Linked DNA regions of Canis lupus: region 1 is linked to region 2. The links are chromatin contacts, called in public Hi-C maps. All regions are on one chromosome and are shown on one strand. The core of a region is the stretch at or near the end of the contact, and the rest is flanking DNA. Distances in the headings are between cores, read along the strand shown.

Evidence for each region. A called contact is a pair of places that touch in the nucleus more often than the background predicts.
Region 1: a Hi-C map of blood shows a contact between it and region 2, with 2.6 times the contacts expected there. The contact joins the promoter of DENND2C here to the enhancer-like site in region 2. A contact is called at or near these places in 2 of 9 Hi-C or Micro-C datasets (amygdala and blood).

The regions. Positions count from the first base shown.
Region 1 is chr17:52,896,626-52,904,141 of UU_Cfam_GSD_1.0, forward strand. DENND2C (DENN domain-containing protein 2C) reads right to left here and starts at 5,215. Exons shown (of 17, transcript XM_038561835.1): 1 at 5,118-5,215. LOC106559931 (a long non-coding RNA gene) reads left to right here and starts at 5,385. Exons shown (of 2, transcript XR_005372610.1): 1 at 5,385-5,780; 2 at 5,991-7,516.
Region 2 is chr17:52,615,403-52,622,046 of UU_Cfam_GSD_1.0, forward strand. No RefSeq gene overlaps it. Among named protein-coding and RNA genes, the nearest start is that of TRIM33, 140 kb to the right of the region's middle. Within about 2 kb of position 4,014, at least 4 of the 20 cell types and tissues checked have an H3K27ac peak or open chromatin away from gene starts, as enhancers often do. A contact at or near this core is called in blood, where this site is marked.

The DNA of each region.
Region 1 (7,516 bases), core at 3,965-6,464, 280 kb after region 2:
TCAGTTATGCATCAGATTTCTGATCCTAGCTCAGGTCTTGGTCTCAGGGTCGTGAGTCAAAAAGAAAGAAAGAAAGGAAGAAAGGAAGGAAGAAAGAACAGAGGAGGAAAAGTAATTCTGTAATAAAACTAGAAGATCGGGATCCCTGGGTGGCGCAGCGGTTTGGCGCCTGCCTTTGGCCCGGGGCGTGATCCTGGAGACCCGGGATCGAATCCCACATCGGGCTCCCGGTGCATGGAGCCTGCTTCTCCCTCTGCCTGTGTCTCTGCCTCTCTGTCTCTCTCTGTGTGACTATCATGAATAAATAAATAAAATCTTTAAAAAAAAAAAAATAAAATAAAACTAGAAGATCTACTTTCCTGTGTGGCTGTGAATATGCTGTAAAGTTGTGTTATTTTTACAAAGAGGAACTCTGATAATACTTCAGGCAATATGCTTTTGGAATTAATGAGTGACTCCCAAATAAAATATTATTTTATGTAGTTTATTTTTTATTTACTTTTATATTTTATTTTGAAGTAATCTCTATACCCAACATGGGGCCCGAACTCAAAATCCCAAACCAGCCAGGCATGACCCCCAAATAAAGTTTTAAAAGAACAGGATTCATTGGGTTGTAAAAATTGCTGCTTAATCCTTCAATTAAAACCCATATTATTGATTTATAATCACAATTTAGAAGACAAAATTAGCATCAATAAATCAATCAATAATTCTTTTCACTCAAACAAAGCAAACCATTTATCCCTGGCCCTCTTCATTTCTAATTCCATATGCTTTCCCTGAGCAATTTCATCTGCTCTTAAGGTTTCAATGACCACTTTACTGGTTAACTCTGAAATTTGCATCACTAATCTCAGCCTCCTCCAAGGCTCTTGATCCCCCCTGACATTTCTACCTTAAGTGTCCAGAGGCACTTCAAACTCAGCATGTTCAAAACTGAAACAGTGCTCTTCCTCCCACAAGAAAAAAAATAAAACAAGTTCCTCTATCCAGTTTCCCAAGCCAAGAAACGAAGTCATTTACTTTTCTGTTCACCTCCAAAGCCAATCACTTTTTAAGCAGAGTCAATTCTGTATCTTGATCATCCTGTCCTCTCCTCTTCACCTCTATGAGGATTTTTCCGCTCCAGGCCCTTATTTATCCTCTCTTATCTGGACCATTTCAATACCATTAGCCTCCTAACTTATCTCTCTACCTTTTGCTTGTCTCCATCCAGTCCAGCCTCCATCCATACCCCACCATGTTATCTGTCTTCATTACCTCAAATCCTTCCCTGGCTCTCTATTGTCTTTAGAATCAAGTCCAAAGTTCCCAGCATGAAACACAAGCTTTTTACTCTGTGGCACCAGCAGACTTTTCTCTCTCTCTCTCTCTCTCTCTTTTTTAAATATTTTATTTATTTATTCATGAGAGACGGGGGGGGGGGGGGGGGGGGGCGAAGGCAGAGGCTCCCTGTATGGAGCCTGACGTGGGACTCAATCCCAGGTCTCCAGAATCAGGCCCTGGGCTGAAGGCGGCGCTAAACCGCTGAGCCACCCGGGCTGCCCCTATTTTAAAGTTTTAAAACCACCTTTAACACATTCTATAGTGAGAGATTTTGCCAAACTGGACAAATCTTCATTATTCCAAATGAGAGGCACCAAAACCCCAATGCTTACCTCATTTCTAGCAATTTCAGTGATCCTAACCCAGTTAGCAAGCAAGCTCAGCATATTTCTTTTTCTAGGTTATTTCCAGGCACCATGCCCTCTAGCCCAGCTTCTCACCTCCATAAACTCTGACCTTTAGTCAATAAACTACAACATATTCCTCACAAATGCCATATACTTTCACATCATCCATATCTTCTGCTCCCTTCCCTGACTCAGTTAACTCTTATTCACCCTTCAAAGCCAAATTCAATTATGGTATCTTCTCTCTAATCTTCCTCCTTATCATATATAGAATTATTTTCCCTCATCATTGTTCCCACTAAATGCTATCTCTATATAACTCAGCACACTAAAATTGCAGGGACTCCTTTACATGTCTGGTTATAAGCTTCTTGAAGGCAGGGAAGCGTCTTTTCTTGAATCTAACATTTAACCTATGGTCTGAGAACAGACATTTTAAACTTCTTGTTGAAAAATAATCACTTCTTCTATTGATAAGATAATGCCATAATTGTAGTATGAGTGACTGAGGTTTTTTTTTTTTTTTTTTTAAGATTTTATTTGAGAGAGAGACACAGAGATAGAGCACAAGAAGAGAGGAAAAGGAGAAACAGGTTCCCCACAAAGCAGGGAACCTGATAGGGGACTCGATCCCAGGACCCTGGGATCATGACCTGAGCCAAAGGGCAGACACTTAACCATCGAGCCACCCAGGAGCACTGTGACTGCAAGTTTAGAAACAGAAAGAATCCCAAGTCATTCATGGGTGGTGGGGGTGGGGGTGGGGTAATAGTCTTCTATACAAAATATAATTAAATTGTGGCTTGGACAAACCTCCATCCACATCTTGTAACACCAGTTTCTTTCTTTTTTTCTTTTTAAGATTCTATTTATTTATTTATTCATGAGAGACAGAGAGAAAGAGAAAGAGAGGCAGAGACGCAGGCAGAGGGAAAAAGCAGGCTCCATGCAGGGAGCCTGACCTGGGACTGGATCCTGGGACTGGATCCTGGGACTTGATTCTGGGACTCCAGGATCATGCCCTGGGCCAAAGGCAGGCGCTAAACTGCTGAGCCACCCAGGGATCCCCAACACCAGTTTCTTTCTATGTCTCTTTCTCTCCTTTGTGAAGAAGTTATTTCTAGAACTCTCTTTTAAATACACATTGGATTTTATCAGTATTTCACTCACAGAACTTGAAATTCAGTATAATGCAAAAGTTTGGATTAGGACTTCTGGAGTCTAACTGGTCTGAATACTAGCTCTGCTGCCTAGGCTGTTTGATAGGGGTGTTACTCAACCTCATGTCTCTCAATGAGGACACCAAAATAATGACACCTCTCATGGTGCTGTTGTAAGGATTAAATAAGCTAATCCATGTAGAGAATTTAGAATACTGCCTGGCTCAGAGTAGGTCCCAATAAATACTGACTGGTGTAATCATCAGTTTTAAAAACAGTTTTCTTGCTACTTATTTTAGCCCACTTGGTAGTGTTAATGTCCTAGAAGGAAGGAATTGTATTCTGCTCATACAGGAATACTAGGGAAGCGCTAAAACTGTGCCTTCGAATATAACAGATGCTCAATAAACAATGTGACCATAAAGGCTTCAGACCTCCAAGAGCGGCAAATTTAAATTACAGCAAAATTTATATATGGAGTACATATTTAAAATGATGTTTTAAGTAGTTTCAAAACACTCATCTTCCACTGAACTGCTGAAACGTAAAGCTTTTAAGACAACACAAAAATTATATTCACTAGGAACTTTCCCTCTACACCATCTGATTTGCTCTTAACCAATGGTATCTATCCAATGGTCTAAAATTCTTGTCTAGAAGACATGTTATAGATCATTTAAAATGCAATTCCCAGGTTTAGAAAATTCTATTATTGTCACATCAAAAACACTAACACTGTTCCTTTAGATCTGCATCTTAAGAAATCTATTGCCACCGTCAACATAAAAACGCTAACGAAAGGCCACCAGACACAATTACTACATTTCCTGGTTTCTGCCTGGGAAACTACTTCAGAACACACCTACAAGTATCCCCAGTAAATGTCTGCTGGTTACAAACTGCTATTCCCTTTTTTATTTCCACTTTCTCCCTAAAACCCCTCACTCCTTCATACCCAAGGAAAAGAAAGCAAATATCTATAATAAAGATTGTACCAAAAAAAAAAAAAAAAGAGCTACACATTAATTTTGTTTTGAAGGACTAAAATCTTATGAAAGTCTTGATTTGAAGCAATACTCCCAGCTTACTTTACTAGGTAACAAAGTATAATTACTTAAAGCAAAAAAGATTATTTGAGGGGATTCCTGGGTGGCTCAGCAGTTTAGCACCGCCTTCAGCCCAGGGCCTGATCCTGGAGACCTGGGATTGAGTCCCACGTCGGGTTCCCTGCATGGAGCCTGCTTCTCCCTCTGTGTCTCTGTCTCTGTGTGTGTGTGTGTGTCTCTCATAAATAAATAAATTAAAAATCTTAAAAAAAAAAAAAAGATTATTTGGTACCGAACTTAAGGATAAATAATTCAGTAACAGTGCGTGGATAATATGTGCCATTCTAGAAAAGTTCATTGATCAGTTAAAAATGGACCACACTCCAAACAATGGTGATGGGGGGGGGGGGGGGTTAAACAATTTATTTACTCAGTAACAGAGATTTTGGGCTTTATCTAAAACACCGGAGGTGAAACACTAGCTTTGGGATAAAGGTTTACAGAGTGCCCACCGTGCGCCCGGCATTTAGTAGTTGCTTTACAGAATATGCCTGCTGCCGGTGCACAAATGACAAAACCTAACATTTATTTACGGATTGCTCTCATTTATCTCCTTTGACCCTCAGAACACCCCTGGGCGTGAGCATCCCAGATTTCCAGTTGAGGAAAAGAGGCCCAGAAAAGCCGACCCGCCCGAGGTATCGCATCTGTTCTGTGGTCCTGGCCGCCACTCCGGCCCCTGACTCATCGAATCACCATCCGCGATCCCAGTTACTCAAAAGTTCTTGGAGTTTCCATTGTCCGATTGTAAGATCAAAATTCTACCGACTTTCCATGCTGTGCTCGTCAGATTCTGTTAAGAATCAAAACTCAGAAAAAAGCAAGAAACGCGTAAAAGTGCACCGCCTCAGCCCGCGGACGCTCAGGCTCCCAGCGCGGCTCCTGGTGGAGGGCGCCCCCGCCCCGCAGCGCACTCCCGGCCCCCGACGTGGGTGAGCGGCGCCGAGACGCCCCGCGGGCTCCGCCACAGCCGCCGCGGCCCGCCCGCAGGGCTCCCGGGGCCCGTCGTCGCGGTCCCCCGGGGCCAGGGGAGCCCAGACCCCACACCTCGGCGCCGACCCCTCCGCGCGCCCGACGCCCGACGCCCGGTGAGCGACCCCCACCGCCGCGAGGGAGCGAGGCCCCCGGCCGCAGCAGAGCCCGCCCCGCGCCGCCCCGCGCCGCCCCGCGCCTACCTGCCCTCGGCGTCCACGCCGCCCCCGCGGCCGCGCCGCGCAGCTCCCGTCCCTCCGCCGAGGCGCCAGGTCCCCGCGCTCGCACTCGCGGTCGGCTCCGTCCCGCCCCCGCAGGCCCCGCCGAGGCCCCGCCCCCGCCCGGCCCACCCCGGCTCTTATTGGCTCCTCTCTGCGCCCCCACGCCTCGGCCCGCCCCCGGCACCGCCCGGGAACCGTCGAGAGGCGGACCTCCCCGTGCGAGCCCGCGCGGAGCCGGAACCGTGCCCCGGACCCCGGACGCCCCCGGACGCCCCCGCCGCCCCGCCGCCCCGCCGCAGGCAGAGGCCTCAAGCCAGAGCCCCATGGGGTCGCCGTGCCTGCGGCCCTACTAGCCCCACGGCGATGGACCTGAACTTCACATGAAAGCTGACGCTCCACAGCCACCTAGTTGATCGAGGAATCCAAATGGCACCTCGTTCAAGGAAACCATAAAACTCTCTCCTGCCACCGCAGTTGCAGTCCAGTGCCACCTTGGAAAGTAGATGCAAATAACGCTCCGAACGCCTGAGGTTTGAAGCCCCAGCACTGGGAGGCCTTTGATACTCCCAGTGCCTGAGGTCGGCCCCCACGCCCTGTTGCGATACACACGCCTAGGCACTACGCCTCCTACACGCTCTTGCTCAGGTATGTGCATGGCGCGGTGCCCACCGCGAGCGGCAGCCCAGTTTCACTGAGGCTGCGAGTCCGGATGCGTTGAGCCTGTTTCCCAGGCACTCGGTAACCACCCCACCCCACCTCGTCCCGCCCCATTCCACCTCACCCCACCCCACCCCACCGCACCCCACCAGAGTCTCTAGGGTCTGATGACCAAAATCTTCCTACATCTGTTCACAGAGAGGTACCAAAATAGAAGACTGCCTGCCAGGAAGAGAGGTGTTTAGTTACACATCACAGATGACTGTCACAAGCCAACTTAGCCAAAGCAGTAAAAGCCGCATGCCCCACACCATTGTGAAACTATGAGCTGTGGACAATGAAACAGGAATTGCCTTCTATGATGGGAGAGAAAAAAAAAAAAAAGTATTGACAAGACATTTAAAAAATCGTGTCTTGATGAGGAAATGAATGTCAATATTGTTTGTAGTAAATTCTGAACAATGATCTTCATGGACTACCCCCCTCAGCCTCCCCAAATCTTCCTATATTTAGAAAACTTCCCAAACAGTTGCTCAAGATGAACTTTTAAACTAGAATGGTGTGATTTTAAAACTTATTTCAAAATTCAAATTGATTTCAGAGTTCAGACTTTGCATTCAGGAAAATTATTTGGCAAAATGAGGCCAAATGAATTCCAAGTACCCAAATATAAAATCAAATCTGGCCTAGGTTCTATGGCTGTAATAAAAGAATTAAGATGTATGTATTCTACTGCCCCCTCATGGGTAAGATGGAGATATAACTGACAGTAGTTAATGCCTTTTAAGTCTGAGAATGCCTTTTAAGTCTGAGAATAGAATGCCTTTTAAGTCTTAGCAATCTGTATTACTTTGATGACATAGAGGACAAGGTAAAATCAAATCAGGTTCTCTAAGGGACTTAAATACTCAGTAAACAGAGTTCAACTTCAGAAACCAGAGAGAGGATTCTTACACTAGGACTAGTATAAACACGCAGTCAGGATCACACCCATGCTTAGGGTTACTTGTATAGAATGTGGAAACAAGCAGGAATTTGCCTTTAATTTTTTTTTCCATTTGAAAAGTCTTTACCCACTGAGATGTTTTAAAATCTTCTTTTTCACATTTGTATCCACCCATCCTACCACTTCACACTGTGAACAACTTGAGAGTAGAAATGAAATCTTATTCTTGATACCTTTGTTGTGTAAATTGTACCTGATACTTGAGCTGTTCAATCAGTAGTTCTTTAATAATTACTATCAGCCCAGCCACTAGATGGCAACACAGTTGTATGTGTAGAAGTATAGTCTAGCTAATTGGAATTCTACCTGGCCTTGAGTAAACAGGCAGGTTTCTAAAAAGTTATGTGTACGTCTTATTTTGGTAAGTGAAGTTATTTAGAACCTACAAGAACAGATGACTATAACTTTATTGCCAATTATATCCTTACAACTAAGAATCCTTTTTGTAAGATAAATTCTCCCTAAGTACAGATTTTTCTATATTGAGCAACACCTGTGTTTGTCTAAGAATGCCAGTCTCCTGTTGCATCCTATCAGAAGGACTTTTCAATGGCCTAAGTGCCTTAAGCACATTTCATTCTATAAACCAAAAGCCTACATTCTCCCAAAGTCACTTGCTCAATCTTTTGCCCCACCTCCATAGTTATTTATAGTTTTTAAGATGAGGCAAAAATACCAGCAAATGTTTTGCCTGAAAGTCATGGAGACTCTGGAGGCA
Region 2 (6,644 bases), core at 2,764-5,263:
CCTAGAAGACCAAGATGTGCTGGCAAGGAGAGCGCCAGCATCTCTGAAAAGCAGTTTCATGACTGATTTCCACAAACCAATGAAACAATTAGATGCAGTTGAAGTGGGATCCTTGGTTTTCATGGAAAGGGAAAGACATCAGAAGGAAAGATGCTGATTTCAGGCATTTGTCTGCCAAAAAGCAAGATAATCATGGTGGTTATAATAGACTACGGGGCCAGAGTCACAATCAAAACAATCTGACCTGACTTGGTGGGGATTAATTGATTATAGAGTCTACACTAGAGATAAGAGCTGGCCACCAACATGGAATCTGTTTGTTCCCTCCAGTAAAGGTGGCATCTCCAGCCTCTTCTCAGCTGTATGTGGTTATATGACTAGCTTTGGCCAGTGAGATGTGGGAAGAGGGAGGTTGGCCACTTCCCGGGCATGCCTATAAAGGGGGCAGGGACGAAGTCATGTTTGCTCCCTCCATCCCACCGCATGGAATATGGGCAGGAAGACATTACTCTCCCAGGGAAGCAACCAGATAGAAAGGTTCTGGGTCCTTGGACAACCTCTTAAGGCAGAGCTGCCATACCAGCCCTAGACTACCTACCTTTAGGCAATGACGTGAGAGACGGGTCACTTCGATCAAATTCATTGTAATTTGGGGTCTGTCTTATAACAAATTCTGATTCATTGCATGTTATGCCAGGGCAAAACCTTTGTTACGCTGTCACCTCCAACATGCCGGGAGGCATGAACCAACCTACTGCTCTGGAGGAAATAATTGAGGAAAAAGTCAGAATATTGGTATGTGTGGGGTACTCTTGGCCCCTTCCAGAATAACCTCAGGGAAACCTGACGGGTTCCCAATGGTGGTGGGAAGGGAGAAGAGCTCTGTTGAACACGTTGCTCTCTCTGCCTACAGCACGTCATCCAAGCTGCCTCAGAACCCAAGAAAGCGGTGCTTTTGTGGGTCAAAAAAGCTAAATTAACTGATTCTAGCCACTGAACTGAAGCATTTATAAATTAGGAGATAGCCTTGTAGCAGGAAGTAAGTCCGTGGTATGGCCCTAATCCTTCTCCAGTGTTTTGTTTTCAGATCTCTCTCCAAGACCAAAGAACCACTCCAGTGGCCCAGAACGGATTAAGGGCTTTGACTCCCCCTCTAAGCTGGTAGTTTCCGATGGTCTTGAGATAATTGGTGTGGGATGAGGAGTGAATTCAGCGCAAAGGTCCATAAGCAAGTGGCCGGAGTCTTCAGGTTTAAACTCTGTATCTGGATAAGACATTTGGCCGTTGGTACTAGCACCTGGAACCCCAGAAGCAAACAGAACACCAAAGATAACACAAGCCTGGCCTGAAAAATCTTGTGACCGGTCGACCTTCAAGTCTGTGACCATTCAACCTCTAAATCAGGGCCTGGCACTCATTTTACATAAAAGGCCATCTGGTAAATATTTTAGGCTCTGTGGGCTCAATAGCCCTGAACCCACTTCCTGTGTTTACAGAATCTGCCACTGTGTAAATCGTGGTGAGAGGGGCCCCCCTGCCACCAAGCCCAGATCCCGGCTCTCCCCTCACGCTGGCAGCCCAGGCAGGTGCAGGTGGCCTAGAGGAAGCCCAAGTCTTGGGCAAGTGACATGAAGAAGCCGGGCAGTTTGAAGTCCCTCATGCAACCCTGTGGTGTGACCCTGGCACAGGTCCTGCCTTCTCTGCTCTCCCTCCCTATTGCTCAGGTCCTGTGCCTGGTCTCTCCAGCTCTCCTGTCAGCTCTCAAGAAACCTATTATCTTTCCAATAAATTCCTTTTCCTGCTTAAGGTAATCAGTCTTTTTGTCGTTGCTGTTATTTGAAGTTCAGAACAGTTAAGGATATCAATTTTGTAGCCATCAGCACAGAATACCCAAGATGGTTGGAAACAGCCCAGGGAGAGAAGAACAGAAATGTGGTAGGGAGGAACACAAAATGACCTCTAAAAGGGAAGGGATAGAGAACGGAACAGGTGGACAATGAAGAGATTGTGTACAGAGAACTGGAGTTCCAAGGTCAATATTTGGAACCAGAGTGGTCGCTCGTGTAAATAAGGCACAAAGAGAGTCAGTGACATCTGCAGAAGCCACTGGGGGCAGAAAGCCAGAAAGGGTCATTGACATGGACATGGGGGTCACAGAAGATGGAAGCTCAGACGGATTTTCACTGAGCCAGCATTTTTCCGAGCAAACTCCTTTAATGCAATTTAATTTCTTAATGTATGTTCCCTCTTGCACTGGGAAACAGTTTCCAATTTTTCCCATTTTTCATTTTTTACATTCCTGAAATTATTTTTGTTGGCAATGATCCCTTGACACTTAAATTTTACATCATAAAGTTGAACTGTCATCAGCTTCTGATCCATGGAGTCTTCCAACCATTGAGTCTGCAACTGACTTGCGACGGGTTTTCTCTCATCAAATTTTTTAAGTAGGTCAAGCAGACGTATTCTTCTATTAACTGAGAGCCAGTGACAAATGTCATCAAGTGTACATACTCTCACCCACGGTCAGTTTCACTTGCAATGTTGAGAATGAATTGAATCCACAAGAATATGCATTATTTCTTGGCTATTCCACGAATGTACTGTGAGCAGCTTTGCGATGCAGCAGCACAGGGACTGAGGAAGGAAGCCGGGGAGGGAGAGGGGAAAGCCAATGAGACCCAGAAGCTGGGAGGGAGGCACCAGCACATCAGACACCCTGACTGTAGTGCTGGCCCCCAGCATCTCCTGCCTCTGATGCCTAAGCAGCTGCACAGGGGTGAGCCACTTGTTGGGGTGGGGAACACTGAGCAGTTCTTACTCCACCCAGGGCTGTAAGCTCTCTGGCCTCTGCCCCAGCACCCAGCAGTGCCTCTAGGCTGACAGCCGATCAGTCCAGACTCAGATCGAACATGATGTAGGGGGAACTGATGAACTTGGTGTGTTTGTAGGGATTAGACTGTCGCTGGCTTCACAAGGCCCCTGGAATGTGGAGGCTGCTGATTTTGCCACATCATCACCTGCCTATCTCAGTTGATACCCAGAGCTGTGTGGCTGTTGACAAGTCACTTAACCTCTCTGATTCTCTGCTTTCTTGTGAAAATAAAGCTTAACCTGCTATGCTGATGTAAGGATTAGAAATATTAAATTTAAAGTGCCTGGTGAGGGCTACCTGAGTGGCTCAGTTGGTTAAATGTCTGCCTTCGGCTCAGGTCATGAATCCCAGGGTCCTGGGATCGAGTCCCACATCAAGCTCCTTGCTCAGTGGGAGCCTACTTTTCCTTCTGCTTCTCTCTTCCTCCCTCATGTGCTTGCTCTCTTTGGCTCTCAAATAAAGAAATAAAATCTTAAAAAAAAAAAGTGCCTGGTGTATAGTAGACACTCAACAAATGAAAGCCCTTTTGTGATTAATAGTGTGGCTTAATGTGAATTTCAATCTGTTTTTTTTTTTTCTTTTCAATCTGGTTTAATTTGGAAATCAACCGCCTTCTTTTCATTTCTCTGCCTGAGTGCCTGAGAAGTTAGCCCACTCTGGCAGCTGGAAGGAGTGACCCCTTAGGTCAGCTTGAAGACCTGAGAAGCACCCCGGAGTGTGAAGGAACAACAGACTGGATTTGTTTAGCCAATGCTTTTGCTACTTGGGAAACAGAGAAGCTTCTGCCTTGATAATTCGTAATTATTGCATGCTCTAAATCATTCGGAGTCAACCAATAAGATTGTCCTGTATTTGTAAAACCTCTGGGCTCCATTCTAAAATGCAACAGGCGGAAAGAACAGGTTCTGTCTTTCATCTGTCCCAACGTCTGGGCGCCCCGCGCTTCCCTCCGCGGTGCGCAGCGCCCCTAGCGGCCTCTCGCGCCATCGCGCCTGTGCGGCGCCGCCGTGTCGGGCTGTGTCCACCAGAGGGCGCCAGCGCTCCTCGGAAGAGGGAGGCCGCCTTCAGGGCTGCCCGAGGGGCGCGGGTGCAGAGGGCCGCGGCGGGGTCCACGCGGGGCCTCAAGATCACACGTTTATATGCAGCCCAAGGATTTTTTTTATTTTGGGAGGGAGGGGCAAGAGGGAGGGAGAGAGAGAGAGGGAGACAGAGAGAGAGAGAGAGACCTCACTGAAAGCATTTTACTTCCTCTGTTGCAGCCCCTCCCCCCAAAAATAATAAAATAATAATAACAACAATCCTGTATTAGTAATGGCCCCTTTCCTGGAAGGTTTATGGGCACAGAATAATCGTATCTTGGCTGCTGCTGATAAGAGACTACCTTTGGGGAGCCTAAACTATTACCTCTCAGATCTATGCAGAATTTTAATCAATAATAGCTTGTATTTGAATACTCTTCTAAGCTTTTGAAGTGATCTTCAGAAACCTCTCATTTAGACTTTACAAAAACCTTCCCTTTCCCTCTTTAAAGATGAACCAGGGCACCTGGGTGACTCAGTTGGTCAGGCCCCTGACTCGGTTTCCACTCAGGTTGTGATGGCAGGCCAGTGAGACCCAGCCTGTGTCAGGCTCTGCCCTCAACACAGTCCGCTGAGGTCTCTCTCTCTCTCTCTCTCATTCCCTCTGCCCCTCCCCCCCAAAATAAATAAATAAATCTTTTTAAAAATAATAAAGATGAACCAACAGGTCTACAGAGGTCATTGTTACTCTTATTGGAAAGGTACACTCAGCTGGCAACCACACCTGCATGTGGGCTCTCTGTTCTTTTCCTGGTTCTTCTCACCTCCCCAAATTCTTTGCTTACCCCTTTGCCTAATGCGTAACAGCCCAACTTTAGCACTTCCTTTTTTTGACCTCCCCCCGCTCCCCACAACAGCTGGGCCAGAGCAGGTGTAGAAAGGAGGCCGCAGGCTGGCAAGCTCTTGAGACTTGTGTCTGCGGACGAAGGTTCTGGGTCCCATCCTTTACCGCCTGCGTGGCCCTAGGCACCACAACAACCCGTACTGTTCCTGAGTCCTCTGCTGAGGAGGCGCCCTGGCTGTAAAGTCTCTGAGAGGGCCCCACACAGCTCTAACTTTCCTGGATGGTGATTGTTTGGAAAGCCAAAGCCCACCATTGAGGTGAAAATGTGATGGGTTGTTTTGGGGTAAACTGAATGTTGATATTTCCATGTATGAGTCAACCCTGGGTTTCTCACCCAAGCCCACCCCAAGCTGCATCTCCTTCCTCACCCCTCACAGCCAGCAAACCCTTTCTCAGGAGCCAGATTCTCCAAGCCCAAAACGGAGTGACTGATGATTACTGGCAAGAGCTAACTATCCAATGGTCAGAGCCATGCATGCATAGCAGCAGCCATAGGCAACATGTCCAAGATGCTTCCTCCACGTCCCCACCACTGCCCTTCAAGACATGGACCTCACACCTCACAGGGCTGAGAGGATTTGATCCACATTTACCATGAAGCAGCCCCCAGTTTCCTTTGTCTTATTTCTTCTCTGGTGCCACACCTGAGAACTTTAAAATATGAAAGATGGAGCCCATTGTAGTGATAAGATTAATTACAAAATTGTCTTTTCACACGAGGAAGAGAGAAGACCACAGAGTGACCAGGAAGCCTGACTGTACAATAGACTCCCAGGTAAAGGAAAGCTCACCTACTCCAGGAACCAACACGATTTGCATTTTGCTGGAATATGTGAGGGTGGTTCAAAGACTGAAATCAAGTGGCTTTCCAAACACTTGGCTCATTTATTTTTTTCTGCCAAGCTCTAATGTGCTGTCCTAACTCAGTGCGTCCACAGTAGCCCCTCAGATGGCTCCCCTCCCAGCTTCCCAAGTGCTCTGTCAAAGCTGCTTTGGTTCTTTTTGTCCTGAAGCTTGTCCTCGTGTCCTCACATCCATACTTAGCATATGTCACCTTGAAGAGTCAAGAGGAAGGTGGATGTCGAGGAGGACAATTGGCCCCTGGGGCGCCTGGGGCAGAGCGGCCAGTCCTCAGGCTGTGAAGTCCTAGGCACAGTTCCCAGGGGCTCCTGAGGGGAAAGTTCTAGGGCCCCTAGGCCATCAGGTGGGCCAAGCACTGAGTGTCCCCACCAGGGTGAGTCAGGACAAACTGATCTCGGTTGGGAGCCTGGTCAGCTGGGGATTTGCCTGGAGGCCAGTTTTCCTGAGCTGCTACGGTGCAGAGAAAGGGGCAGTCGGCCGCCCTTGGCCCCGGGGCTCTGCTATCCTGTGGCAGCAGGTGCTGACACGCTCCAACAACCTCTTGCCTCACACCGTTAGCCTCCCTGGCAAAGGGTGTCCTCCTCCTTGGGGCAGAAACCTCAGCCCCCAGGCATGTTCCACGTCCCCTGGGAAGTTTGTCAGATGCAAGGCCCAAACCCTCCAGCTCTCCAGACTCGGTGGTCTGCAGGCTCGCATCAGAGTCCTGACTCACAGCCTGACCCAGGCAGCCTGGGAAGCCGACAGGGTCGAAAGGTCACCACTGAGCTTACACCAGACCAAACTTTGAACTGGTTTCTCAAATAATTTCTTTTTTTTTTTTTCCAAGCCAAACTGTATCCAGCTTTATTAAAGATACTTTTCATAAACAATCATGGTATTTCAGGCAGGACATGGGCAGATGATCATTAACAGTTTACAACAACTTTCGAACTCCCTTCTTCAAAGGACTACCAAAATCAGAAAGCCACTATAAAACCCAATGAAG